2 separate regions of the Mus musculus genome follow, and region 1 is linked to region 2. The links are chromatin contacts, called in public Hi-C maps. All regions are on one chromosome and are shown on one strand. Each heading gives the region's core, a stretch centred on a gene start, on an enhancer-like site or on the middle of the called end of the contact. The rest is flanking DNA. Distances are from core to core; before and after follow the strand shown. Region 1 overlaps Cd34 (CD34 antigen). Region 2 overlaps Gm31870 (a long non-coding RNA gene).

Region 1 (2,853 bases), core at 207-2,706, 1.3 Mb before region 2:
GCTCAGGGAAGACAAAGCAGACAGTCTTTTGCTTATTGAATACTAACGTCATATGTAAATCAATTTCATCAATTTGTTTGCCAGTGGTGTCTAAAATGGCTAGCCAAATTATGGAAGCTCCTACAAAAAGTTCTACAACGAGCTATGAAAAGAAATGTTCATTGCTGTCCTAGTTTTGTCTCTGTTGATACGATCAAACACTGACCAAACTCAACTTGGAGAGAAAAGAGGTTACCTGACTTATCAAGGCTAATTAGGGCAAGGACTCAAGACAGGAACCTGGAGGCAAAAACTGGAGTAGAGATTGTGGGAGAATGTTCCCCACTCCCCTGTTCTCAGGTTCATATCCTGCTATCTTTCTTATACTTCACAGAACTGCCTACAATGATCAACAATTCAGAAAAACCATATAGACATGCCTACATGCCAATCTTGTAAATAAAATCCCTCAAATAGTGTTCTGTTCCTTGGTAGCCATCATGGTTATCAGGTCAACTCTTAAAATATCACAGTGATTGTCTGCAGGCCTCAGTACTAAGGTTTCCATCTCTACCAAGGGGTCTTGGAACATATTGAAGAGGAAGCTTATCATAGTTCTGAATATTACCTGAAGATGTTTGTGTATTTTTACTAAGCTAAAATATTTTGCTGTCTTTCTCCTCTTCTAGAGCTCTTTGAAAGCCTGCTTTATCCTGCCTTTAGAGCAGCAGCCACACAATGCCCTTGATAAAGACTTGTTGAATGGCTAAATTGCAATAGAAAACCCTTGGGCTATGAGTAGGTTTATAAGGAAATGAGTAACATCCTATTGCAAAAATGTTGTTAGCCTATCCCTGAACTTATGCCTTGGCAAAGGGACATAAGTTTGATTTGTTTAGAAGAGATAAAAAGAGGGTAGTATACTTGTCCAGACTTGAAGGACACTGTCATATATCTGTTTATATGTAAATCTGGCAAGAGTCCATTTGCACAGTCATAATGAATGTAGAGCCTCAGATCTTCCCAGGATTTTTGTTCTAGGCTCAGGACCTGCTAGGCTTTTGAGTCCTGCACAGTATACAGTGGTGAAATGATGCAAAAATGTAGTTCTAAACTCACTCTGAAACATGCCACTGGCATCAAGATACCCAATTAAAAGAACCCAGAAGCCTCTGCAGAAGCACGGGAAGCAAAGATGAGAAGAAGCCTCATGCTCAGGGCATCCTTCCTAAATCTTTGGTGTGGGTTTGCTGTACACAAGGAGTGGAACTAAATGTATCGTTAAAGTCCTTTCCATTGTTACCCTGCTATGCGTGTGAGCATGTGCGTGTGTGTGTTAATAATGTGGTAAACAGGACTAGATTGTTAAGGGTAGGCTGACACAAGAAAGAAACCCAGCAAACACAAGATACCAGTACTGAGGCTGAACAGTGGGAGCCCAGCAGGGCCAGCAGGTGGTGCCATTGCTGCATCATGATTTTTAGGCCGGATGGGAAAGGATGTTTTAAGGAAGCAAATGAGGCCTTTAGAGTAAGCTTCTAAGCTATCATGGACACTACTCATCTATCCCCAGAACATACACGTACCTTTCCCCTAAGCCTTTACCCTCAAAAGCTCAGAGTAAAATGATCCTGAGGCCCAGGTGCTGTTTCTCCTCCCTCTAATGTTTCCAAAGACTCTATTCCCTGAACCTATTACTTCCAGACACCACTAACCAGGGCCAGACCCTTAACTGGTCATTCATTGTAAAACATGTTACCAAATGGAAGCTAACTAGACTTTTATGTTCAGTCACCATCTTGCCTTTCTCTGATCCCCCAAACAGTCACCACATTTTGGGCAAGGTCGAGCCTTGTCCCTTAGTTTCCCTAATCCTAGGGAGAAGTTTCCATTAGCAAAGTTAGACAAAAACTAGAAATAAATAGGTTGAAGATGTGTCTGATTTTGACAAGATAAGACTTAAGGAATACATTTTTGTTTAACCTCTGACTCCCTATGCACTTAGGGGTGTTTCTAGAGGCCTCTGAAAGTCCAGCATCGCCCCTTTCCACTTCTTGTGGCATGAGGGCAGATCACCTAGAATCTGGTGTGAGCAAGTGCTTATATGTGGCTGCTGTAATCTGGGATTGGTAGCCAGATACAGAATAGAGCTCACATAGTCCTGCCTGGTTGTGCTATGAGCTGGGTTAGAGGATGCTCAGATAATATGAATCCTTTACCCCCTCATTTGTATATTTTGCATGCAGCTGCTTATATGCCTATCTTCTCAGAAAGATGTTTCTGAATACCTAACATGCCTCACCCCTTTGAAAGAACATTTCAGCCTGCCCTTCTCCCTACTATGGAAAGCTTTCAACCTCTCTGCCTCTCAACATGGAAAGGAACTTTTCATAAAGTTACAAGTTCTGGGTGCCCTGGCTGGTACCTGTGTCCCTCTCCTATGGCAGTCTTCTCCTTGGTTGACTTCCCCCATACTGCCATACAATCTTCCCAAGCCTGATATGGAAACCAGTCGGTCAGTTAGCACAGTCAGCATTATAGGGCCACATCAAATATTTCATCATCAATTTAATTACATCATTTTCACTCATCACGTTTATTCAGAAGAGAATACACCCAATCCTCTCATCTCTGGAAAGTTTTGTTCCTAGCCATCATTAAAATCAGGACCCCTGTTCTCCCCTTAACCCCAGGAGAGGAAGCTTATAGTCTTTGTAGATATTCTGAACCTCTGATCACAAAGGGTTATAAAATAGTGAAGGGGTTTGGACTAGGAAAGGCACAGACTGAAAGGAATCTGCCAGGGGACTGAGGCCACAGCTCCCCCAGGAGTCAGAGGAAGGGGGAAGTCACGTAATTTAGAGAAGGCCAAGG
Region 2 (2,894 bases), core at 75-2,574:
TGCATGGCTCCTCCTCCCTGGCCCCAATTCATGATGGTAGGGAGATGTTTACAGCTCTGAGGACACAAGAACATGTTGTAATGCCATGTGGTCCTTAGAGAAAGGCAAGCGTCTGCATGGTATTCATCAGAGCATCTAATAACTTCAATGTCAGAAAGTGTTTTCTGGTGTCTGACCCGCTATAGTCTAAACTCCCTTTAGAGAACATGAAGTATTCTTGTGATCACAGATCCAAAGACAGCTACTAACTGTTCCTAAAATGCATCCCCTTTAATCAAGCTCTGAAGAAAAGACAGCTTTGTAGCAACTACTCTGGTGGTTCTAAAGAGTCTGAAACCAAGTTTATGTGAATAGGAGTTTGATACTCAGAATCCAGGAAGATAAGTAAGAAGAGAGCAAACCCATATTGGCATCAGAGCTCAGGGACAGTGAGCTGACTGCTTCTGAACTCTCAGCCCTGGGCACAGCAGCAGCAGATCACACATCCTCCCTGCTCTAGTCCCACTGTGCTAGATAGAGGGCTTGGGCTGGCCTGAGCCTCCAGCTGCCCTTATTTCTTTAGGTTGAAAATAGAATCCACAGTAGAACTGCTATCCACAGACCTGCCTGCCTTCCATTAGGGCTGTGAGGGGCTGTGGGAGAATAGCCATATTACAACACCCTGCTCCTCCCACTCAGTTACTTTACACTGGTTGGTGAATTAGTGTCTGACCCATGATGGTTCCAGAACTATAGCGCCTAGAAATGGGACCCTAGAGCTCACTCAGTGCCTTGGATGAAATCCAGGGCTGTGCTTGGCTCTGAGGAAACTTGGGCCCCAAAGCACATTGCCCTCCAGAAAGGATGGACAACATGAATATGTGGCATATACCAGAGCACCTTAAGTGCTAAATACAGAAAGGGAAAAACAAACACCCCAGGAATTCGATAGCAGGCCTAGAACCGGCAATGGCAGCTCAAACAGGGGTGTCAGCTACAAGTGTTAAAGACCCATGTGGAAAAAGAATGGTCCTAGATGCCTGTGAGGGGCTAGAATGGCACAAGGATAGCATGTTGTTGGGACTATGGTTTTGCTGTGGACCCATACAGGTCAAGGAAGCACAAGCCTCAACACACACCACCACCACCACCACCACCACCACCACCACCACCACCACCACCACACACAAATACATACAGACACACAGACACACACACAGTCACATGCACATGCACACATCGCCTGCAAACTCTACCTCCCAGACAAGTTACAAGCAAAACACAGCCTTAGCTGGGTTCTGCTGTCTTTAAGTTTGAAGCCCAGCTGGTGAGCTCTGTGCGACCTCTTGCGATTGCTCCTGGAAGTGCAGTCCTTGGGAGCAGCTGGCCACCACATCCAAATGGACTGTGCGTAGTTAAGCTGTCAGGTCTAATGTATTTATTTGACTCTCTGCTGTTAAAATGATTCCTCTACAGCACTGCGGTTATTTACGACTATTGTCAGTACAAGACGATGAGAAGGCAGCAGAACAAAACAACAGGAGTGAAGAGAGGGTCTGCCTGCAAGACTGAGGGCCATCCTTGGGCCTCTGCTGGGTTTATTTACTCAGTCTCCAGTGTAGCTCATCCACAACAAAGAGCCACAGTCTTCATCCATCCCATAGGCAAATCATGAGCTACTGGCCCTGTGAGGACACTCCTGGCCACTGCATGTATCTACAGAGGACTCCTGGGTAGACCTTTAAGTGTGTCTCTTATTCAGTGCAGGTGAATTTGAAATAAGAGAGCCAGAGACACAGGTGGTGCATCTTTCTTTCTTTGTATGCTCCTGGTTCTCAAAAATGTTGTCTGGGGTGCAAGATCACATCAATTGAAAACGTGTTTAAAATATAAATTTCCTCCAGCACTAGACCTAACACATGCGAATTTCTGGAAGGAGAGAGCCCAGTGCTCGGTCTTCCAAGAGAGTCTGATGCTGCTCCTCTAGAGATTCAGGCTCCAGAGTATACCGTGAAGGAAAGGGTTTCCAGAGGGAATTCTGGTAGCCCCTGCCTTGGTGTTTGCTCCTTTTGGTTTTGACAGTCTCCTAGAAACCAACTATGTCCTAACCAACCCTGGCTGTCTTGGGAAAATGTCCTTTCTAATCTTCATGATCCTAGATCATGTGCACGCATATAGATGTGACCTGTGCATGACAGGGGGGGTGATAGGGAGGGGGCATCCTTGCACTGAGTGGCCATTGAGAAACAACGCAATGTCTGCCAGGGTGACAATGGTGGGCTTGGGGATTATCAAGAAAGGGCCAGATGGATTCAGACAGGGCGGGTTCTTAACCACCATGACCAGTATCAACAGACTCTGTTAATGTATCTTGTAACAACATCCTTTTCACATCTGCCTGCCCTGATAGAGTCTCAGCATCATATTGTATCTATGCATAGGATGGATCACTATCACTAGCTGTCAGAAGTCTTGCTTAGACAGAGCCTCTGTGGTTGATAACCCATAGTACAAGAAACTGAGCAGCATCTCAATGCCTCAGGCTTCTCATCTAAAAGGCAATCGCTTCCTCAATTTTCATATAAATTATCCTACTCACCCCTTAGTAGGAAGAACAGATCTGCCTAGATGATACCTAACAGATGAAGTGAAAGAACAGGGAGAAGTGAATGTGAACAGAGAGGCCAAGTCATAAACCAAAGGTCACACAGAGAGCAGGTGGTGGAATAGAGACAGGAGTCCTGATCACTTGAGGCCAGTGCTGACAGATCTTTATGAGACAAATTCATGTAAAACTGAGATGCAAAAGATGGCTGTTATCATTTTCATTTTTGGAAAGGTAACCAGAGGAAATCCCAGGATCCCATCTTCTGAATACAAATTCAGGAAACAAAAATAACAAACCGTAAAGTCCT

The links. A called contact is a pair of places that touch in the nucleus more often than the background predicts.
Region 1: a Hi-C map of neural stem cells shows a contact between it and region 2, with 4 times the contacts expected there. The contact joins two enhancer-like sites. A contact is called at or near these places in 1 of 39 promoter capture datasets (hippocampal neurons), 1 of 15 datasets of contacts at CTCF or cohesin (large pre-B cells), 23 of 484 Hi-C or Micro-C datasets (B cells, the C2C12 cell line, the N1E-115 cell line and 15 more), 1 of 115 datasets of contacts at active chromatin or transcription factors (astrocytes) and 1 of 9 other capture datasets (embryonic stem cells).

Annotation. Positions count from the first base shown.
Region 1 is chr1:194,960,959-194,963,811 of GRCm38.p6, reverse strand. Cd34 (CD34 antigen) reads right to left here. Exons shown (of 8, transcript NM_133654.3): 8 at 2,520-2,853. The region is part of intron 2 of Gm16897 (predicted gene, 16897); the gene reads left to right. Among named protein-coding and RNA genes, the nearest start is that of Gm16897, 15 kb to the left of the region's middle. Within about 2 kb of position 1,456, at least 34 of the 459 cell types and tissues checked have an H3K27ac peak or open chromatin away from gene starts, as enhancers often do. A contact at or near this core is called in neural stem cells, where this site is marked.
Region 2 is chr1:193,697,506-193,700,399 of GRCm38.p6, reverse strand. The region is part of intron 2 of Gm31870 (a long non-coding RNA gene); the gene reads right to left. Among named protein-coding and RNA genes, the nearest start is that of Gm31870, 43 kb to the right of the region's middle. Within about 2 kb of position 1,324, at least 70 of the 459 cell types and tissues checked have an H3K27ac peak or open chromatin away from gene starts, as enhancers often do. A contact at or near this core is called in neural stem cells, where this site is marked.